2 separate regions of the Capsicum annuum genome follow, and region 2 is linked to region 1. Evidence: chromatin contacts called from public Hi-C data. All regions are on one chromosome and are shown on one strand. The core of a region is the stretch at or near the end of the contact, and the rest is flanking DNA. Distances in the headings are between cores, read along the strand shown.

Evidence for each region. A called contact is a pair of places that touch in the nucleus more often than the background predicts.
Region 2: a contact with region 1 is called in a Hi-C map of leaf, with 1.7 times the contacts expected there. The contact joins the enhancer-like site here to the promoter of LOC107872614 in region 1. A contact is called at or near these places in 2 of 5 Hi-C or Micro-C datasets (leaf and placenta).

What each region holds. Positions count from the first base shown.
Region 1 is chr5:201,851,840-201,858,261 of UCD10Xv1.1, reverse strand. It overlaps LOC107872614, which reads left to right and starts at 2,710. Exons shown (of 1, transcript XM_016719254.2): 1 at 2,710-4,501. The coding sequence starts at 3,004. The coding sequence ends at 4,398. It overlaps LOC107872037 (F-box/kelch-repeat protein At3g18720-like), which reads left to right and starts at 4,931. Exons shown (of 3, transcript XM_016718862.2): 1 at 4,931-5,289; 2 at 5,291-5,486; 3 at 5,488-5,975. The coding sequence starts at 4,931. The coding sequence ends at 5,883.
Region 2 is chr5:202,086,731-202,093,542 of UCD10Xv1.1, reverse strand. No RefSeq gene overlaps it. Among protein-coding and RNA genes, the nearest start is that of LOC124899089, 38 kb to the left of the region's middle. Within about 2 kb of position 2,257, at least 4 of the 5 cell types and tissues checked have an H3K27ac peak or open chromatin away from gene starts, as enhancers often do. A contact at or near this core is called in leaf, where this site is marked.

The DNA of each region.
Region 1 (6,422 bases), core at 1,461-3,960:
GTCACAGGTTCAAGCCTTAGAAACATATTCTGGCAGAAAATACAAGGTAAGGTTGCGTACAATACACTCTTGTGATGGGGTCCTTTCCTGAATCCTACGCATAACAAGAGTTTTAATGTATTGGCCTACCATATAACTAGATATAATAGAAATATAAGGTAAGGTTGCGTACAATACATCCTTGTGATGGTGTCCTTTCCTGAATCTTGTGCACAGTGCCGGCTTAAGGAGGAAGCAACTAAAGCCAGGGCTTTAGGCCCCCCAAATTAAAGGCCCATATTTTCATTTAATATTATACATTATATATATTATAGAATAAGAAAAAAAAAAATTTTTAACAAACATGATTTATGCTTGACTTTTATGTATTTAGTAGAGTTTATTTAGGAACCAATCTATGTTACTCAGATAAATACTTCATCCGTCGCAATTTATGTGTCCTTAATCGCTTTTTCACATTTAATTTGACTAATTTTGAAGCTAAATAAGATTAGAACAATAGATATTCATTAGATAATAATACTAAAATGCTGACAAATGAATAGTCAATATATGTCCAAAACTGCTTGTATATCATCGCTACAGAACAAAAAGGAAAGAGATCAAATAAACATAGTTTATAACTTTATTAATTAAATTTAAGAGTCTCTTGTTAAAGTTGGCTTTAGGCCATAAACCCCGTTGAGCTGCCCCTGCCTGCGTATAACAGAAGCTTTAATGTATCGGGCTGACATATAACTCCATATAGTAAATCTTAAATCTCTTGTTTCTACAAGAATTCTTTTTTATTTCTCGCGTAGGATGAACAAAGATGTCCTCATACATAATATGGAATTTCACTAGGTGGAAATGCCGACGCTTCAGCTGATTCAGTGTACATTAAAGTGTGTACATTTCTCACATACTAATCTGTATTATGTATGTTGCTCAACATTAGTAGTATAGTTCCATTAATTGAATGGTACTCCTAACAAAAAAATTACTATTATAATTGAAAAAAATATTCTTCACAATTACTCAAAAACTGTCGTTCACTTGGAAGCTGAAACTTTGCAATCTTATTGTTACTATTAATTATTTATTAATGAAAAGACAGCATATATCAAGTGTAACTGCATATATAGTCAAACCATTTAATTATATATAGTTATACGTATAATATTAGTAGATACTACTGTATACTATTTTTAGTTTATATGTATATATCCAAATATTCCTAATTGGATATTAATACGCCGACCAATCAAGAAAGACGGTTATGAGGATCATTTTGGACATTAATATACTGAACTCATAAGTGGGATCATTTAAAACATAAGTTAAGGTCAATTAACTAAAGTATTTAAATTAGTAGTGGGATTAATTAATTAATTAGCAGAAGTATTTTGTAAGCTTAAGAAGGGTGACAGATCACTTACAGAATGTTAAAAGACGGCGCTATGAATTATTGTATATTCAGTCGTCATTAATATCACCAAATCATCAAAGATCCTAATGAAATGATAAATATCTTGTATTTTTAATCAATTTTGAATTCTTTGAGTAACATAATTTACAAGTCTTATTTATTACTTCCTCCGTTTCATTTTATGTGTCTCCTTTTGATTGAACATTAAGTTTAAGAAATAAATAATAATTTTGTAAAGTTCATAGAATTGTCTTTCTTAAAGACACTTTAATGTTTGCTTTTTAACTATCTTTTCTTATTAAATGGAATCTAGTAAAAATAAAATGCGGATGCTGACATTAAATTGTTGTTAAATAAGAAAATATGAAATTATCTTTGAGACAAATGAAAAAAAAAAATTATGCCACATAAATTGAGACGAAGGGAATATTTTTTATGATGCACCTAGAGCACAAATTATAAACTTACAAGAACTCATAATTTTATTAATAATTAAAAATAAACTCCCTTCATTTAAAAAAAATATATATATTTATTTTAACTTAGTACGGAGTTTAAAAAATGAATAAGATTTTTAAATTTTGTGGTCTCAAATTAAGGTTATGTCAAATATATCAAAATATTATTTAATTTTATAATTTTAAATATATCACGTAAAAAGTAGAATTAAAATATTATCAAACAATTTTATTTTCTTAAAATAGCTTTTGACGATATCTGACAAACATATCAAGATAAAGAGTAAGAAATGACTTGAATTAAAAAAAAAAGATGTCATTCTTTAAAAAATCAAAAAAACAAGTACAAAATATCTATATGCATTTGAATGTAAAATATTTTTTTAATGATATACTTCTTTGATACCGTTGGTAGTTAGTTGGACACCTCCCAACCAGACATATTTTTGGAGTAATAGTCCCCAAATTGAAATCAAAACAAAAAGAAAAGAACGCAACATCCACCTCCAAAAATGCATGAACCAAAGTTCATGAATTCACCAGGTATTTATAGATATTTGAATGTGAACATATTTATTATAGTTTATATTATAAAAAAAATAAATCAAAATAAAAATTTAATGTACTGAAATTTTGCTATGCACAAAATTTGAAAAAATAATATAGAGTACAAAATTTCTTATAAAGAATTTTTTTTTTTATGAATCGATGACATCTTGATCACGTATCAATAAACATACGTTTTTTTGACCAACTCCCTTCAATTTAATCCGCTTACGTTTATAATGTAATCATAGTTAGTTGGACACGTGCAGCCACTTACATCATGCTCCCTCAGTTAAAGATGGAAAAAATAGTAAATCATTCTTTTTAACACGGAGGAAGTATTACTTTTAATCAGTCCCAAAAAAAAAAAAAAAAAAAAATTCTTTTTGTACAAAGAGATGCTGAGTCAACTACCCCTGTGTTTCAAACTTGCCAACAAAGAGAAAAAGACAACTGCCACTTCCCCCAAATACATGAATTTAATTCCATAAATCTCCTATATATGACTTCCCCCTCTTTCTACTCTCACTTCATCCTCAACTAAATAACACTACAGCTCAGTAGTAAAAATCCCAACCCAAATTACTAACAATGCCTTCTGCTTCAGCTGTAAGTTTGGTATCCAAATGCACTATTTTCCCCTCCCAAAAATCATCTCTTTCTGATCTGAAACTCTCTGTTTCCGATCTTCCTATGCTCTCTGTTCACTACATCCAGAAAGGTTGTCTGTTTACTCGTCCTCCTTTTCCTATCCCTCACCTCATTTCCCTTCTCAAGCTCAGTCTTTCTCAGACACTCACTCACTTCCCTCCACTAGCAGGTCGATTTGTGACTGACTCGGATGGCTACGTCTACATTTCTTGCAATGATACTGGCGTTGATTTTGTTCAAGCTTCAGCCACTCACATTTTCATTCGCGATGTCATTGGCTCCACTGATGTTCCTGATCATGTCAAGGAATTTTTCCCTATGGACCGCACGGTTAGCTATCAAGGGCATTTTATCCCTCTTTTATCCGTTCAAGTGACGGAACTAGCTGATGGTGTTTTCATCGGATGCGCTGTCAATCATTCTGTCACTGATGGGACATCATTATGGAACTTTTTCAATACATTTGCTCAGGTGAGCAGGGGTGTCAAAAGGATTATAAGACAGCCCGATTTTACCCCAAATTCAGTTTTGATTTCAAATGTTGTGCTAAAACTCCCTGCTGATGGACCCAAAGTCACGTTTTCCGGCGATGCTCCATTGAGGGAGAGGATTTTTAGTTTTAGCAGGGAATCAATTCAAACACTCAAAGCGAAGACTAACAATCAGAAACTGAATTTCGATGGAGAAATTAATGTTGTTGAATTAATGGCAAAACAGAGCAACGATCCCCTGAAAATCAAGACAGAAACGGAAACGATAAATCCAATGGCTGAGATTTCATCATTTCAATCACTTTGCGCATTGCTCTGGCGTGCAGTGACACGTGCAAGGAAATTCCCAGCTTCAAAAATGACGACATTCCGAATGGCTGTAAATTGCCGTCACCGTCTCCAGCCGAAGCTAAATCCGCTATACTTTGGCAACGCAATTCAAAGCATTCCAACTTACGCATCAGCAGGGGACGTTTTATCTCACGATCTGCATTGGTGTGCTGAGCAATTGAACAAAAATGTGAAGGCTCACGATGATGCTAAGGTGAGGAAGTTCGTAGAGGATTGGGAGAAGGATCCGCGGTGTTTTCCATTGGGAAATTTTGACGGAGCTATGCTCACAATGGGTAGCTCTCCAAGGTTTCCAATGTACGATAACGATTTTGGCTGGGGCAGGCCCGTTGCTGTCCGAAGTGGACGGGCTAATAAATTTGACGGTAAGATATCAGCATTTCCTGGTCGAGAAGGAGGAGGAAGCGTGGATTTGGAGGTGATTTTGTCACCCAAAACAATGCAAGGATTGGAGTATGATCCCGAATTCATGCAGTTTGTTACTCGCTATTGAATTTTTCTAACGTATTAGTTGCTGTCGTTATTGTGATTTTTACTCAAATTTGTATTGCTTGTGATTAATTTGAATGAGTTTATCCTTTGTTGAATTGTTAAAACTAACACTCTCCTAGTCACTTGCAGAAATATAAGGTGGGACTAGTATACAGTAGTGCACCGAGCTGCCAGTTTATAAATTAGGAAATCTAATATATATTTTTTTACAAATTAAAAAGGAATTTTAATCCCAATATAAAAACAAATTACATCCTAAATTGTAGTAGTATTATTTTATGGTTTACTTTAAAAAGAAAAAAAAAGGAATCAAACCTGCAATAAACCTTAAAACTTAGAAGGGCAGGCGCAGGTTTCCTAGAATTCCAAATGTACCTTCATTTCCTAATATCTGCACAACTAAACGGAGAATATTAGTAGACCAGTTACATAAACTTTGTTGGTGAGGATTTTATTCCCGACCTTATAAAACAAAGGTGGTTGGTATCATTGATAGATTTCCTTCTGTCTGCCATGGCACAAGAGATGCGTGATTGGTCCGAACTCTCATCCGTAAGCGTCTGAATTTGATGGAAGACTATCTAAATTTCGGCATTGTTTGCAAATCCTGGCACTCTGTACCCACCAAAAGCAATTTCACTAGTGACCTGCCTAGAATTCCATGGCTGATGTTACCTGAAGAGGAAAAGGATAAAAGCTGTCGAAAATTCTATAGCCTCTATACTGGCATGATTTTGAATAAGAGGATTCCTAAGGCCGTTGGGAAGCGATGTATGGAGTCTATGGGATGGCTTATCACAGTAGGTGAAGAAGAGGGTGAAATTAGTTTACTACATCCTTTCTCTGGCGTTCAGATTGAATTACCTCTTCAAAATACTACAGAATATTATGAACAATGTAAAAACTGAATGTCCAAGTGTGTTTATTCGTAAGGCGGTTTTGTCTGCTAGTGCCTCTCACACATCGAACTTTGTTCTCATGGTCATTGAGGGAGATACGAGAATGCTCAGTTTTTGGCGACTTGGGGATTCAAGATGGACTCGAATTCGTTGGGTTCCATTTCCTTATCGTTGGTTTGTTGATATGGTAATATCTTAGTGGCTTCTTTTATGCAGTCAAAATTCATGGTGAGGTCCTAGTCTGTGATGTTGCTGATCCTGAACCCTTTAAACCAAGTCATGTCGTGTTGAATCTACCAGTTGGTCCTCGAAACCATTTAGCTAACGTATACATACTAGAATCACTAGGATCATTATTTGTAGTTATGCGATATGGCGTTTATCTATCGCCTGTCAATGATGATTCTGACAGGACGAGGCTTCCGTTGATGCACATTCCATGTGAACGCGAGAAGGAGCTCGAGGAGGAGGAAGAGATAAGATATGGTAGAAGAGCTTTTCGAGTTTTTCATGTCGGTTTAACTGCTGATGACAAAGTAAATGTTAACATTGATACTGGCCACTTAGTGCTGGGTCACCTTGAATAATAGAAGCAGCCATTTGTTTTTTTATAGTACTTTGTAAATACATGGTTTGTAAAAAAAAAACATACGGAAATAATATTTTTCACTTTACTTTCTCTCTCTTCTCTTCTTCTCTCTATAGTAGATTAGAGCACCAACCACACAAATTCATGTCGATTCAAGCCATTTTGCCATTTACCGACTGCTGCGGCGACAATTGCTATTCCGACGGGCTTTTTGCGCTATTTCGGCGGTTTTTTTGCTCTTTATCTCATCATTTTGGTCTTATTGGTGAGAATCAAGTGATTTTTGTTGAACAAGGCTTTTACTTCTTCAAGCTATCGAAGAAGATCGGTAACATTTCTCCTTTTCTGGTATTGACCTCGTATTGGCTTATCGAGACCTGAATGTTGCTGGTTTGACTGCATTAGTCGATTATGTCTACTGTTTTAGCGATTATGTTGTTGGTTTAGCAGTGTATTGGTTTATTGGAACATATCTGCTGGTGGTTTAGCTGGTTCAGTTGTGTATTGGTTTATTCGACTGTTTTAGCGATTATGTTG
Region 2 (6,812 bases), core at 1,008-3,507, 240 kb before region 1:
AAAATATTTTTGAAGGTTATCCGATTCCAATTGGCTACCTCTTTGATGATCTTATCAATGAACTCCATTAGCAAGGGGTTATTGTCCCTGATTTGTTTGACCAAATTTGTAAAGACTGAGTGAGAGGTCCACGTTTTCTCAAAACAAAACATGTTAACTATATTAGTGGGACCCACTTTAGATAGTTTTAGGAGTACAGGACAATGATCCAAGTAGGACCTAGGAAAATGAAGGACATGGGATTTAGGGTAATAGAGGAGTCAATCATTGTTTGCAAAGAAGCGGTTTAATCCTTCAAAGATAAGGGCCCCTTTTTTGTGAAATCTTCTATTAAGTCACGTATATTTACTACTATGAAAGCCTAAATCTATAAGCTTATAGTAATTAACAACATCCCAAAAATCATTAGCATGCGAATAACTTGTCGGTTTACCACCTTTTTTGTTCATGTTGTTAAGTAAATCATTAAATTCACCCCCAATTATCCACTTACCTTTATAGTGATCCTTAATATTTGTTAGGTTCTCCAAAGAATCTTCCTCTTAGTCCTTTATATTTTTTAGGTTCTCCCAAGAATCTTTCTCTTAGTCCTATAATTATTGGCATAAATACAACTAAAAAGCCATGTAGAATCCATAGAGATTACCTTGATCATGGCATGATTTTCCTGATTAGTGGTTGAGATTTAATCAAAAGAAGAATATCATCCCACAGGATAGATAGCCCTCTAGAAGAACCTACTATCGGCACATCAATCATCTTTGTAAAGGGGAAATCATCAATAAGGACTTGATGATCTTGCATTTTAGTCTCAAGGCTACTAAATATGGCTTATGTCAATCCAATAGAGACCTAAAATTCCTTCTAAATTCAGGGTCATTCCCTCCTCTATAGTTTCATATTATTAAGCTTATGGATTTGTTTAGGTGTGGATGGTTTATCATGGGAGTCTCCAGGGGTGGATCTATCAAGTGTTCTGGCTTCGAACTCCTCATAGTGCGATTCATTATCAACACATATTCCCTATTTGTGGATTGAAGGGACGTCTGATATCTATTAAGATTTTCAACATATTCGAGGGACAAATAAGAATGAATTTCTTCTCGTATTTATCATTGTAAACCATTACCTTTAAGTTCTTTAAGACCATTATTTTTGTGTGTATTTCTCGCATTAGCTCGAGTGCCTCTTCTATTTCCTACGTATTTGTATGAATTTTTCTTAAAGGAAATGAGCTTAAAGGAAGGTGTACCTGAGACGAGGAGGCTATGTTGTTTGGTATGTTGGTGTCCTTAGTCTCCATTGACCCTATCATTCCCATTACTTAGTGGAAGGGACCCACTTCTAGAGTCATGCTTTGTACCTGCTAGTGGTGATAAAAGGGGTCGATGTCCTGGAAGTTGGGCATGACCGGAGGAAAAAAGGGATGTACCATTGGTGCTTGGTTGACGAGAAAGGATACTGTTAGCATCTCCCATATGGGAATATGAAATAATGGAATCCTCAAAAGTTGATAGTTCGTAGGTGGCTGGAGCTCTGTCGACATCCATAGATGGTTGTTGTAGGTTTCTATTGCTCTACGCATCACGTCGGAGGCTAAGATGGCCAGGACTACTGGATCTTGGATGACCAGCATCATCTCCCCATTGTTGGTCTAGACATGGAGGGCAACTGACTGGCCTTAGAGGCACATCTCCATGTAGGACGACGGGTTGGGGTTTTGTGGAACTTGAGGGTAATTAAAACCGGCATTATTCCCGCTAGAAGTCCCAATATGGTACGAACTGTATCGGCAGGAGTATGGATTGGGTCGGGATGGAGAAAAATTAATTTTTTGAGTTTTGGGATTTTTATTGTGAGGAGCTCAGTGGACGTCTCGACATGTTGTAAAGTTGACGAAAGAATAGTAGTAGAAATGGGTCTAGCAACAAGTGAAGTACTACGAATGATAGGATCATTTATGACAGATATAATGGTTCCAGAGACTTCGAAACTGAAGTTATATAGAGTGAGAGCGGTACTTACCAAATCTGGTAAATTAGATATCACCCTAAAATTAGTGGTATCGGGATTATTTGCCTTTCGGCCAGATGGAAAAGTTATTATTTGGTTTATTTGAAATATGGTGAATGGAGATACCACGTCATCGGTATGATTACATGGCAAAGATATTTGTTGATTAGAATCTCCACTTGGATAAGATATCTTAGAGGGACCGTTGTTTCCCTATTTAGTGGGGTCAAATATCTATTTGATGAAACAAGAGGCGGTATAGTGCAGGGGCAAGTTGGGAATATTTGTAATAGGATTTATAGGGGTCACATAGGCTATAGAGCTAGGGGTCATTATTGGATAAGGGTTTGCTGCCAAGGTGGAAAAGGAGTTGGTAGTAGTGAGGTTATTCTAAGCATGACTAGGGACGAACAAAGGAATGTTGTTAGTCGATGCTTTGTCAACCTGGGCAACTAAGTCATGATTATTTCTTTGTAAACTAGATTTTTCAACATATTTAAATAGTTTTGTGTCTAAGAACTTATCTGTATCTGTATGAAATAATTTAACATTAATACCGTTAACCTCATTAAGCTTGGAGCTTCATTCCAACACTGAACTATTACCTTAAGTATTGTGACTTGTTCTTCGTCATCTATTAAATTTAACTATTTTCCAGTCACCTATTGTACTAGATTTCTTTGTTGACTCTGCCATGGCTTGATCTATCTTTTGTATGCGTTCTTGAGGTTCTTTGCGTGAAGGGGAGGAGGGGCAATCACATAATTTGCATAGGAGGTCCGCTTCTTCATAAAGGATTTTTTGCATTAAGTGGTCCATGAAGATGTATGGTTTAACTGGCACGCCTACAATTACCTCATTACAAATATGAGCATATCGTCCACACAAGGTTGGGGAGGCAAAAATGTCGGTTTTGACTAGCTTCCCTAGTTTACTACCAATTCTTGATAAAATAGTGTGATCATAGTACTCAGTGGGTAGTTTGAGGAGACGAATCCAAATGGCTGAAAGTGTTTCTACTACTTCGGATGGTACAAAGTTTGAATGCCATTTCCTTATTGACAAGTAGAAACCATTGATGAATCAGGGACCTTTATGGAGAACAGTATTAATATTCTCTTCCTTGTGGAACTTAACAGTATAGTAGTCATGTCCCAAGTCTATAAGTATTAGATCCTCAGTCGGTATCCATAAGCTAATTAATTTCCTTTTAAAATAATGATGAGTTAATTTTTTCCTAGGCAGCTTAATGATTAAGGAATACACACAAGGCTTATAGATTCTGGCCATATCCTCAATAGTTAGGATAATCGTCTGAAAAACATGCAATAAGGTAGTGGGTAAGGCATTGGACGCTTGATCTTCCATGGAGGGCGCATCAAGGGATGGTATGGGGGAATTCAAGTAGGCTGGGAGATGTGAGAGAGTAGTTTGATTGCTTCCGAAGGGGTTGTAAGGATGTGTGCAAAAGATTTGTTTTCCTTATGGTCATGGGATGGATTCTGCTTTGCGGTGGAATGGTCAAGAACCATACTATCGGGTGGGTTGGGAGGCGTTAGTGGATGGGTAAAGATAGGGGAAGTCATGGAAGAAAAGGTTAGAGAGAAGGCAGAGTTTTTCTCACTTTGTCAAACTTAGAAAAAGCTTAATCAGTATTTTCAAGCGAGACTTGAAACTATGAAATACTACAGAACGAAATATTAGAAGATGCCTAATAGTAACTAGTGTATCATTATTATTACCATCACCTATATAACTAGATGTAGTAAATCTTAAATCACTTTTTTCTATAATGATGAAAAAAGATGTCCTCATACAAAATACAGAATTTCACAAGGTGAAATGCACACTATTCAGCTGATTCAGTGTACATTAATGACCACAATTTTCACATACTAATTCGTATTATTTATGTTGCTCAACATTATTAGTAGTATAGTTCAATTAATTGAATACTCCTAACAAAATACTTACTATTATAATTATATAAAAAAAATATTCTTCACAATTGCTCGAAAACTGTCGTTCACGTCTAGGCTGAAACTTGGCTATCTTAATTTGTTACTATTATTAATTAATGAAAAGACAGCATACGTCAAGTGTAACTATATATAGAGAGTCAAACCATTGAATAATATATAGTTGTACGTATAATATTAGTAGCTACTACTGTATACTGATTTTAGTTATACTAATTTAGTATACGTGCATTGCACGTGTATATAACATTAGTAATAATAAATGCATGAAAAATAAATTATTTTATGTTTGTTATATTATTAGGTACAACACTTTTAAAATATAGTGTAAAAGATAATACAAATAAAAAAGAATTATTGCCTCTGCGTCAACTAAATATCATAGTTTTCGAGCACTTTCAATTTACTAACGACCTTCATAATGTTTAGTACTCTTTTTGTTACTAGATATTGTATTCGTTACTAAAAAAGATTATTCATGATATGTTCTTCGTTTCTTTTTAGTTGCCATGTAGACTGAAAATAGTTATTTTTAAATACTGATCAATTTAAAAAATTCAGAAACAATTAATTTTTTTTCAAAAATTTACCCTTAGCATTAATTATTCTATAATTAATAGACACATAAATAGGCAAATATTAATAAGGAGTAAATGAGTCAAATTACATTCCTAATTAATTTTTCATGATTGTTCAAAGTTTTATCAGGAACTAAAAAAGAACAAAGAAGTACTACTTGTCAAAAATTAAGATATAGTTTTCTTCACCTTTGTCCTCATCATAAAATTTGGAGGGACATTAATGTGGTGCAAAAGGGACAAGCATCATATTAAATTAAATTGAATAGTAAATAGGATAATTTAGTTAAATTAATAATAGGGACAATTTTATTATATCACACTTTAAATATAATAAATTTATTACGTTGGTAAATGCAATGAGTGATAAATAGTATTTAATAGTAAAAAAAAGGGGTAGAAAATATTAAATTGTCCATTGATTTTTTAAACTAAACAAGTATTGTTTGATATCTACTTTTAGTATATTGAAAAAAGTATTGGACAAAGAAGTACTTTTTATTTTTTTGACATATGAAGAAAAACATAATTATTTTTTTCATATTTTACCTTCAATTTTAATTAATATTAAAATATTATTTGATAATAATTAAATAATTATATAATAAACTATAAGGGCTCCTAAATCTATTTAATACTTAAGTTACATATAGAAAAACCTATAACTCAACCTCCGTTTATCTTTCTAGCTTCCTTTTGAGATTCTTTATTATGAAGAGATTTTTGATGTCATTGTGGCTATTTAAACAAGACGTGATTCTTCAGGCAAAGAAAGTAAGGTATTATGACTATAAAATTTTGATCGTATGTATAAGACACTATTTTGAAAGAAATAAAAGTTGGAACATATTATAAGTTCATGGCTTCATGTAAATTCTATAAATGTCAACGTTCATGTTTCTCTTTTTTCAAAAAATAAAATAAAATAAAATTCCTTATTTTTTGTTTCAAAAAGTTAGGTAAAAAATGTCGTAAGGTTTTGGTTTTCTAATCTTCATTATAAATGAGTAAGTCACATTGAGCTTGACAAGTATTCATAACATTGATAGTCTCCTCACTTTTTCATATTTTAAATTTCTTAAATATTCTTTAAACTTCTTTTTTAACTTATCTCCTTCAAATTCACATACACACATATTTGGATACATTTCATAAGAAACTATTATGTCCAATTGATTCCACATTTAATTTGAATAATTTAACATAATTATAATTCTTTTGATAGTACTTTTGCCCAATCAAAATATTTAAAATCCATTCACTTTTGCTTGTTCATTATTTCAAAAATCGATTTTCATTTTCAACATATCAATAAAAGACAATTATATTTTTCATATTTTATCCTAGCATTGATTATTTATTCTTCAAATCAATTTTTAAAATCTAATAATAAACATTAATTAATAAAAATTCATTTCATCGTTATTATTTTAATGAGCATGCAAAATCTAAATGTGATAAGTAAAAATGATAGAGAGTACTATTAATTGAAAGCTACTAAAAAAATCTTCTAAATAAGGAAAGATTAAAAAACAAAAGAAGAAGTAAAGGGAACATTACTAATTACTAATTATTGTAGAACATATGATATCATATAGATTTTTGAGTTTAAGATTGAAATTTTAGACAAAAACACAATAATGTATTCAATGTAATCCTATAAAGTAGAATTATGTGATGATTGACCTTACCGCTATCTCAAAAGGTAGAAAGACTATTTCTGATATAAACCTCGACTCAAAGTCAAACTATAAAAAGAAACTCATCATCCCCAACTCCTATCTCCACCACTATAATAAGTTAAAAAACAAACACAACTCATACGAAAACAAATATAAAAATATTATATACCATTACTTTATTAAAATGATTTCTCTATTAACAATGTAAATCGAAACATTAGGTGGAAGATGGACTCCTTTAGCATGTTGTAGATTTGCATCTTTAATTTGACAAAAAAAAAAAATTAGACCAAAGGGAAAAACTAATGTTTCAAAACATAGAAGTAAATCAAAACCAAACACATAAGAATCCATGCTATGAACTAATTAATTTCATGCTGCATCGATATAGATGTCAAAAGAAACACATCCACATACAAGAATTGAATGCAAAAAGGTGCATAGTTAATTTTATATACATTAAATCCTTATGACAAACATAGGACATTTGTCATTAAACATACATTCATTAAACCAACTATATTCTATGCATCTTCATCTTACTGTGGTCTATGTATATT